Linked DNA regions of Oryzias latipes: region 1 is linked to region 2. A link is a contact called in public Hi-C data. All regions are on one chromosome and are shown on one strand. The core of a region is the stretch at or near the end of the contact, and the rest is flanking DNA. Distances in the headings are between cores, read along the strand shown.

Region 1 (5,383 bases), core at 2,514-5,013, 140 kb before region 2:
TTGACTTTCTTAGTCTTCTCCTGGTGCAAAAAAAAATATCCACTTGTTTAGAAGAGACAGAAAGGTTCCATGAGATTTGATTTCAAAGGTTTATTGAATAAGAATAAAAAAGGTCTCACCTGTAGGTCCTTACGGGTCTGAATTTTCTGGCTAATTATGAACATTTTCTTTTCTCTGTCAATCCTTTGAGATAGAATCCTATATTGATGCTTTCTTTCCCTGGCAAGCTTCTGCAGGCAGAGGATAATAGACAAGAACACTGTGAGTCAAAGTGCTTTAAATAAGCATGGATTTTTTTTTTCTTCTTAAAACAATAGAATTAATATGAAAAGTTTCAATTTATAAAACCAAAACATTGTATAATAGTTCGACCTTTATGCTCCCAGGCTCCACTGCACCCTTGATGCTCTTCGTCTCCAGGGTTTGTAGAGTCGGCCTGTTGTAAACCCGGTCCAGCAGCTCTGGAGGTACGTTGAGGTGATTTGCCAGGTCGAATGTCTCTACTGCAAAAAATAAAAAAAAACAAGCGAGAACTTTTCTCAGAAAATCAAAGGAACCAATCATCACCCTAAAATCGATAACCCCAAACCAAAGATCACGGCTATTTTTTTTTACATTTTACCGCTGTGATTTTCACTACCTTCGTTTTTGGAATCCACAAAAAAAGTGTGTTTGTTTCGCTGCTTTCCTTCTGCATCCAGAAGATGGAGCTCTCCCTTCAGTCTCTCAATTTTCTGAAAGCACATAAGGATAATCAATGCCGAGGAGGGAAAAGGTCCCCAAAAGATCACTGCAACAAGATGATCCAACTTATGTTGCTCATTAATTCATAAATTGCAGGAACATTGCAGCTAATGGTTTTGTAGATAATCTTATCTGTTATTTGGTTCCTGAACTATATCTCATTCATCGTTCATCTTCAATTACTGTTAAGTGACCGGAAAAAAAAAATAATTTGGTTGGTCATGTAACTAACAGACAAGAGCTCTTTTGTATTTTCTGTTCATCACCGATGAATAGTGGCTACATTGTCCTTTCTCTGGAACCTTCAAGAATCCTGTACTTTGAAATTGTTAATCGTTTAAAACAAGACAGAAAAAGTTTACATTTAATTCAGCCTTTATTTTTAAATGCAACTTAGCCACATATCTCTTTTCGGCGCACCTTTCCAAACTAAAGACACAAACATTTTAAAAGAAAATGAATCCATAACAACCCATGGTGACATCAGTGCAACAGAAAAGTATCAGAAATGGATTCTGTGGTTCACTCAGTTTATGGTAAAATATGCATAATTGTATTATTTCAATAGGAATCTTGCATTAATGATAAATCACTATCATAAGGTTAAAAAAAGTCACTACAACTGCATATAACTAGTGAAGGTTTTCTGTTCTTGTAAGAGGATAGGATTTTTTAAGCACATTTTTAAAAGTTTTTTAAACTTCCTGTCTCTAGGCTCTGTCCTTATGGGACTTTTTATTCTCATGCTACAATCAGATATTTCTAATCATGTAGTGAAAGTTATAATTGCTATCAGACAGTAAGGAGACTCAACTCCCTGCCTGTTCTACCTCCGCTGACCCCACCACAGACTCTGTGCTTGAACAAATTTCACTATTTGCGCTGCCTGCTAAGTTCAAATGACACCAACTGAACTACTCGACAATGGAGAAGGAAACCCTTGCCCTTCTGCTGGCTCCACAACACTTAGATGTTAACGTGGGCTCCTCAATGCCGCTAGCAGTATATACAGACCACAATCCCTTGGTGTTGCTCGCCCGAATGTACAATCACAACCAGCGGCTCATGCGATGCGCTTTGCTGGTTCAGGAGAACAATTTGGAAATTAAACACAAACGTGGAGCAGATGATGGTAGTGGCTGATGCCCTGTCTCTGTTTTGGGGGGCTTAAAGACTTGGTTCTATGGGAACGGGTGTTACCACCTTCCAGTTTCTCCCAGTTCCTCGTTTGTTTCTCTTTGTTGCAATGCAATTAGCTGAGAGGTGGGGCAGCTGCAGAGCATCAGCTGATTGTCAGAAGGAACAGATGGGAATATAAAGAAGAGTTATATTAGTGTATATTGTAATTATTCTCACTTTTACAATTTTTTTCTATACTTTTATCTTTTTATCATTTATTTTTCTGCATATTTTCACCAGTCTGAGAGGACAGTAATTTGCAACATTTTTTGCACAATAGATCTTATAACACCACGTGTTGAGTTTACCTGATATTAAAGATTTGTAGGCATTACTTTTTTTAAAGTTATACTAAACAGAAAACAGAAACTATGGTGTTTTTTCTCAAAGCCACCTTCCCCAGATCATTGAATCTTTATGCTGCACATGTGAGTGATTTAAGAACCTTCCTGATGAAGCAGTTCATTTCGAAAGTATTATTCAACTAATCTACACCTTACCTACACTGAGCTGGGTTATTGTACAACTCAAACTAGTACTTAATGCCTCCCTGCTTGCATAAACATGTTTTTGACCTCACTTTAGGAATTTCTGTTGTTTTTAGATCCTTAGATGACTTTACCCCTCTGTCTTGGGTTAGCTGGTACAAATTCTTTAATATTTTATAGTTACATTTAAAGCACATAACATACAACCAGTTGTACGTTACTTTATTTATAAGGTATAGGTTTAGATTGTTTTCCCCATGACAATAGCTCAAGAAGCTTGTAACGGTGGAAGGGGTGGAGATGTCCTTTGGGGCTTTCAGGTGTCCTTTAATGAGGTCATCAGATTGCTTCTGTGGACTGAAACACCCCATCAAGGTCAACTAGTTAGCTTTACTTATTTATTTATTGATGTATTTTTAAGCCAGTAGCCATCCAACCGGGCTTTGTAGGGTTGATTAACTTTATCAACCTATTACAAGCTATGCAAAGTAAAGATGGGATGCTAGAGATATAACATGAAGTCCTTCGGGGCTGACTGGTGAGTTTGGATCACATACCTTAGTTTCTGCAACCCTCTTCATCTCCACATATCCAATGTCCTGAGTCCTCATCATTTTCTTTTGCTCCTCTGTCATCACCTCCTCCTGTCCTTTCTTCATGATATGAACTCCATCCTTTCAACAAAAACACAACGCAAAAACAATGAGTCAAGGATTTATGTTAATCTGTTAAATGATGCTGATGGTTACCTCCAGCTTGGCGTTGATCATTTTATGATAAAACTCATCTGGGTTCTTCTCCAGAGCTTTCTTTCGCAGAGCAGTAAGAGTGTTTTGTTTCTTGTGGTAGTCACTAAAGTAGCAAAAGCAACTCACTCAGACGTGTGTAAAACAAAAAACAAAAAAAATACTTAGAAGTTACCCAACTGATGTTACAACTTACTCAGCACGGAGTTTGTAGTCCTTCTTCTTCTCCAGCAATCCTAAATGTTTCCTGAAACCAGGCTGATCGGAAAAAGGGTAGGGTTAGAGATAGATTTGACGAACATCCTACAGCTCATGTGCTCTGAAAACACAACTTCACTTTAAAAACACTATAACTTAGCTTAAGATGCTAGCTAGCAAGCTAACCACAACATACTCTCTGCAGGGCTCACCTGAGATCTTTCATGGTGGTTTTTCTGCCGGGACTTCAGGGCTTTCCTGAAGGATGACATATTTGAAATATGTCCCAAATCGAGCTGGTTTTGTTAGGGCTGATGATTTTCAATGAATACAGACACTAAAATCCTCAGATGCTTCTGGTTTGGAGCAAAGAGCTTCCCTCACAGCGGAACACGTGGGTTCCTGTCTGCTGCAACAAAGTGACGTAGCTTTTGTTTCGTCGCCGCAGATTCGCAACTCAAACTTTGACATAAAAATAGACTTTTTAAATAAATGAATATACATTAAAAAAACAAGCATTAAAGAAAAATTAAAACCTTTGTTTATTTGCCCGTAAATACTTACGTTCTCCTTGTGTTAAATGATAAATACTCTCTGTGTTGTAGTTAAGCATTTCAACACTAGAGAGCAGTGTGTGATATGAATTTTCTTATTGAATGTTAATTCGTTTTTTCACATATTAAATGTAGACCTGTTATGTTCAAGATATAACTATTCTGATGAATCATTGATCCTCATTTTTACTTTTCTTTTACCAAGCTAGCTTTGGAAATATATGGCCGTGTTTGTCAATAGAAAGTTTGATACTGGACCATGATAGGGATGTCACACCAAAGAAAGTCTATCTATTAAACCTACTATGCAAATTTCCCAAGCCTACCCACAGTTTTTTGTATTTTTAATTAATGTTTCAGTTTTTCTTAACAAACTTTGGCATCAAGCTCTGTACACTTAGATAACTCCAATTGAATTTAATAAATGATCAAAGAATATTAGGGGTCACAATAACCTAAACTTACCTAGACTGAAACTAAACGAGTTTCTGAGGTCTCATGATTTAGCAATTACATCACTTAACATTCCAAAAAAAAAAAATAATAATAAACTTTATATAAAAAAATATTTCTATTTAAACACACACAAAGCTTAACTTTAACTAACAAACAACAAATTAAGTAAATTCTATGGCAGTTATCTGTTCAGAGCTTGATGCAAGAGTTTAATAGTAAACAATATACAAATTACAAAAATGTATTTATAAAAACTCTGGATAGACTTTGAAAAATTCCACATATTAGAATATTTATGTGATGTGATAAAAAATATTTTTTGAATGTTTGTATTAGCTTCATCTTTAATTGTCTTTCTATTATAAATTTAGAAACACAAAAAGTACATTTTTGCTAATCAACTTTCATTTTCAAAAGCTGTAAAAAAGGCTGACTGAAAAAGGCAAATAATTTTCAATGAGATAGTTGATGTAATTCTGTAGCTGTGCACACCGCAGACCTGATACCTCATAAAGATATACACAAACAAAAAAAACATCACAGCAGCTGTACTTTAAAGACCCTTCAATGATTGAATTACAATAAAGACACGCATTTAAAAGGGCAGATATTAGTAAATGGTCAAACATTTTTATTTACTTTTAGATCTATAAAAAAAAAGATTGTGTGCAGACTCTAAAGAAAAAGAATCTTATCTAGAGCCTGTGTGCTCTTGATTTCCCCTTTTCATCTATTGAAGAGTTCAGCAGGAACTCAGCAGATGAGAGGGTCAAGGCTCTACCCTGGGAGAAAACCCTGTCCACTTCCTGACGTGATATTTTGGGGACAGCAGAGACAAAGCCGCACTGGCACCAGTTGCCTAATCTCGCCCAGACTTCCAAACTTTTTGTGGATGTGAAGAGAAGCCAGAGAGACGGACGAATATTCCACTAAACAGCCAATGTTACCCAATGAAAGTTCACTATCCCTCCCTGACCACAAGGAATTTGTTTTATACGTGTGAGATTTGCCTGGCGCG
Region 2 (4,821 bases), core at 688-3,187:
AATAGGCGTTTGTACAGCATCTCGAGAGCCTCAGGTTCCAGGGGGGTATTCCAGAAAGCAGGTTATGCTAGCTCCCACGATAAGTTTGAGGCTAAGAAAGTTGATAACCTCAGCTTTCGGTTCCAGAAATGGAGGTATGTTTCAGGGTAGGTCAAGTTACCATGGCAACTCATGCTCTGAACATAACCTGGTCCGGAGCAGGTTTAGTTGAAGCTTAGTTTGTTTACAGAGAGGTGAAGCAGCATGGCGTGTCCATTTGAAGATGATTTAGTGGATGAAAAAGCTCAGATAATACTTTTTCCACCATGAGAGGGTGATAAGACCACATATGGATGTTGGAAAGATAAACTTTTTTACTTTGATCTAACGTAATTATTTGCTTCAGTTAAGATAAATCATTTTTTTCATAAACTTAATGGGAGTTTTTCAGGTTTTTTTTATGACTAACACGGGAAAAAAACTTACTTTTTTCTGTGTTTCTTCCTTGCCCTGCTCACCGTGCAGTGATTTCCTCATCCCAAAAGCAATGCTGCTCTCAGACAAGTTTTGGTAGGCTCTTATCATCATCTGCATCTCATTTCTGACCCGGCACAACAGCAGACCTCTCTCCGCACATTCAATGGTTACCTGTCTGATGAGTTCATCTCAAAAAGGAAATAAGATGCATAATACATTTATATTTCATAACTATCCACATTTTTACTCGGAGATGAGCTTTGTCCCGACCCTCCGCTGTCTTACCGAAACACTGGGAAAACAGAACCCAGCGGATGGGGCAGATGCCAGTTGGTTTGGCCTTTTTCTGCTTTAGCTTTATGTTCAGCTGCTCCTGCAGATGAATGACATCTTTCCTCGTGGTAATGGCTGTAGATACTTTCTGCACCCACTGTTGGTCCCCCTCTGTCCATTCTCTGTAATGGTAAGAAATCAGAATTTACTTGGAAAATCATTTGACAGTAACTTTTGGATGCTTTCGGGATCTTAGATTGTGTGTCAGCTTTTTATTTTTGAATTAAGTAAAAAGCAGACGTATGTGTGATAATGCACCTGTGGGCAATATTTGCTGTCAAGACTTGATCTTTTTAAGTTGATGAAAGTTGGACATTCACTGAGCTACAGGACCTTTCCTCTTTTCCTTGTTAGACATTAGGATTTGTTGGTGATCTTTGGATCACATAAAAACTACATTTGTTCCAACTGTAGCTGTTCCACTGTGTTGTTTAAAGTTTTTTGAGTTACATGGCATGAAAAGCATCTGTTTTACAAAAAAAAAGCCTGATTTTATTTGATTTCCCAGATTTGACTTTTGAGAAATAAAAGTTGAGGATGGTCATTGTGCTCTGGTGCATGCCACAGTCTATGTTTGTCTGCATAACTTAGGAAGAAGAATAAATAATAATGAATCTAGAATAAATAAATCTGAATCGTTGTGCTTAGGTGAGCTTTTGAGGTTTTCTTTTACCTAGGTGGTAAGATGGCATGCAAAATGTTTTCATCCAAATTCTGTGTAGGGGGAGATGGAACACCTGCTGCAAAGCTGGGAGCTGGAAGGTTGCTCAACGTTAGAGTACGTCCCTATTAACGAAAAAAAAGGGGGGAAAATTGTACATTTATTTGTATTATTATTTTTTTGTAATTTCTTTTATTATTTTTGAAGATTTTATTTGGTAGCCTTTCATTGTCCACAATAAAGAAATTATGGAAGTACAATGAGATTTCTAGCCTTAATTGATATAGTTTCTGGGCGCCAGTTAAATAGATCATTAACCATCAAGACTTACCTTTTGAGATTTTTTATCTCCTTTTGTTTTTACCAATATCGGATTATCGTATTTCAAGAGGGACTCGCCAAAAGAAGTCATCGTTTTGAGGTGAGAGAGCAAGTTACACGTTTTGTTAGAAATACCGTTTCACTGTTTGTGTTGTCATGGCGACACTTTTTCAAAATAAAATAATATTGATTTGAACAAAGTTTCATTTAAGAATACTTTTTATGTAATACGACACGTATATGTGTCATCAATGCTTCAGTCTATGACAAAAAAAACTTGAACATCACGTTTTCCCCATTTAAAACGAATTAGGCCATGGCGGAACCAACAATAGGGAGCACATGGAGCACGTCGAGGGGATTAATTTGAGTCACCGGAAACGGAAGTTTGTTTTCACAACGCCAGAAGTTTGGTAACGCATCAAAGGTTTTATTTTTTATCTTGGCTTGTCTTTGTCTAGCTACTGTGTCGTGTTTTGGTTGAATTGAGCTCAAATTTATTGGAAAAATAAACTAAAATGACTAAAGAAAAGCGAGACAGAAGAAGGGAGTCTCCAGAACGGCAGCCCGAAGTGAAGATAAAGCAGGAGAAACTGAGCCCGAGTAGCACTAGCAGGCCACACAGATCACGCAGTCCACAGGGGAGACGAGCTAGCAGGTAAATGTCTGAAGGTTTTACTACGATTCATGACGTAAAACTGTCTAAATATAAAACAATTCACAACATTATTTTTTTGTTGTACTTTCGCTGATGAAAATCTAGCTTCCGGTTTTCATTTTTGACGGTTACGGAATAAACACTTAACGTAAGGGATACCCGGTTGCTCCAAAAGAGTTTTGATCTGAGGTTTCTGTAAATCAAATAATCCTTAACACGTTTGTGTCAAAAGTAGTATAAGTATCTGACTCGTATCAAGTAAATCTTGTTTATTGTTCTAAGATATTTTATTACCGTCTTGCTGATAAATCAAGGTTAGACTAGAGACATAAAATTTGCTTTAATTTTTTTTTTTATTGAAATATACTCATTACAAAACTCTGGCAGACACAACAACACAATGATGCAAGGCACAGCTCTTCACGAAAAACAAAGATAAAAAAAAAACAAGAATGTATACATATATAAAAAAAACTATCAGCATAAATTAAAATACAAGGCAATCAACAATCTGGACCCTAGATTTGTAACCATTCTGTAGCAGATTTACAAATGTCATCAATGAAAGAATTTGAGTTGTGAATACATTTCAATGAGGATAAATACAATCTGACTTCATTTTTAAAACACAGGAAATTCGGCCGATCTTTTTTCCACTTTTGCTTATGAATATATTTTCCCAAAATCAGGAGGATGTTCACTATTTGTTGGCTCTTTTGGCAACTTACTGTTTTAAAACAAAATATGTTTTTCTGTGAATTGTATGTTGTTAATTTTTTGACTAAGCCAATTATGAAAATCTTGCCAGAATCTTTCACTGGTCTGGACATGAAAAAAACAGGTGTTGGGTTGTTTCTGGGGTTACCTGACAGAAATCACACGGATCAACCTCAAAGCCAAATCTACTTCTCAATGTCTCTGCCGATGGGTAATAATTGTTTATAATTTTGAACTGCATTTCTTTAATTTTGGGAACCACTGGCCATTTTATGAATTTCCATAGTTGAGCATCTGATGTGACAGGTGTCTCAGTTATTTTATATTTCACTTTTCTGTTAAAGTCATGGTATAATTTACCTCTAAAGGATTTGTTTAGCAATTTATTATCACGTTTTTTTTCACTAAATTTTATTTCTCCTATTACTAAATTTGGTAGTTTAATTTGAACATAGGAAGACAATATTGTATTTTTTATTAAATGTATTGAAGCAATTGGAATTGCTCAGCAGGTTTTCTGAAATTCCTCGGTTGAGCATTCAATATCATATTTACCTTTGAAGTCTCTTAACTGAAGAATTTCTCCATTTGAATCAAGAATATCACTTACAAAATGATCTTAAGATAAATATACTTTATTGATCCCAGCTTGGGAAATTGGGTTGATGCAGCGTCGGCGTTAGGCTCAAGGTACAAACATACAAACAATAGATGACAACAGAGAACCAGAACAATTTTATTTATTTTTTTATTTGAAATGGTTTATTTCAAGCAATTAAGTAGAAATAATACACAACAGCAATATAATCATCAGTTATACATTCATACAGTAACTAATCAAACTTAGGATAATTATACATATTAATAAATATTGCTTGAAAGGGAGTGGAAGGAAGCGAATTTATATAATCCCACCCCGTTATACTGTAACCATTTTATTACATGATTTATCAATATCCGGTTCCCAGTTTATATCATACAGAATTAAAAATCATAAGATATCGATAAAGCACATGACAAAGATGAATTACTTAAGTATTACGTCAAAAATAACTATTTTAGAAATCAACATGGCAAATGCAGATCAGTCATCTGAAATATATGCAGATTATGTTACTTATAAAAGCCATTCATATGAATAAAACATAATACTATATCAGTAAAGTAGACACAACACTGTTTCAGGAATTTTCATAGCAAAATTTCATCAAGTATCAAAAGTTAAAAACATGTGCAAAATTATGCTACATTAGGAAAGATTTTTGAATCAATTTATCAATTTTTGGAGAAAGTGAAATAAAATCATTAAAAGGCAATCAATTTAACAATTTTCAATAAGTCATTAATCATTTGTTTTACTTTTTTAAATATTTTTTTTGTATTTTTATTATTATTTTTTTTATAATAAAGTAATGCTGTAGGGGGAAAGTAAAAAGGGTCCATAACTGTCGATTGTCCAAGGTTGGTCTTTCTTCTTTAACTGATAACAGCCGTACTTCTGGGTTCAAAACAGAGTTTATAGTTCTCTTCGATGTTATGACTGCAGACATTAGATTCAGGTCCATATCCTTCTTCAGCTGATATCAGCGACGGTGAAAGTTGAGGTCAAGTTGTCTGCAGGTCAGAACTCTCTGCTGTTATTCAGGTGACGTCAGACATACAGAGAAAGTGGGGA

The links. Hi-C and Micro-C count contacts between places; a contact is called where the count stands out from the background.
Region 1: a Hi-C map of embryo shows a contact between it and region 2, with 2.4 times the contacts expected there. The contact joins the promoter of utp11 here to the promoter of dnali1 in region 2. A contact is called at or near these places in 3 of 5 Hi-C or Micro-C datasets (embryo and fibroblasts).

The regions. Positions count from the first base shown.
Region 1 is chr16:23,749,125-23,754,507 of ASM223467v1, reverse strand. utp11 (probable U3 small nucleolar RNA-associated protein 11) reads right to left here and starts at 3,763. Exons shown (of 8, transcript XM_004078301.4): 1 at 3,568-3,763; 2 at 3,354-3,415; 3 at 3,161-3,263; 4 at 2,969-3,085; 5 at 641-734; 6 at 373-503; 7 at 120-230; 8 at 1-20. The coding sequence starts at 3,627.
Region 2 is chr16:23,603,878-23,608,698 of ASM223467v1, reverse strand. dnali1 (axonemal dynein light intermediate polypeptide 1) reads right to left here and starts at 1,937. Exons shown (of 6, transcript XM_004078299.4): 1 at 1,782-1,937; 2 at 1,463-1,575; 3 at 742-911; 4 at 466-644. The coding sequence starts at 1,862. It overlaps snip1 (smad nuclear-interacting protein 1), which reads left to right and starts at 1,986. Exons shown (of 4, transcript XM_004078297.3): 1 at 1,986-2,429. The coding sequence starts at 2,290.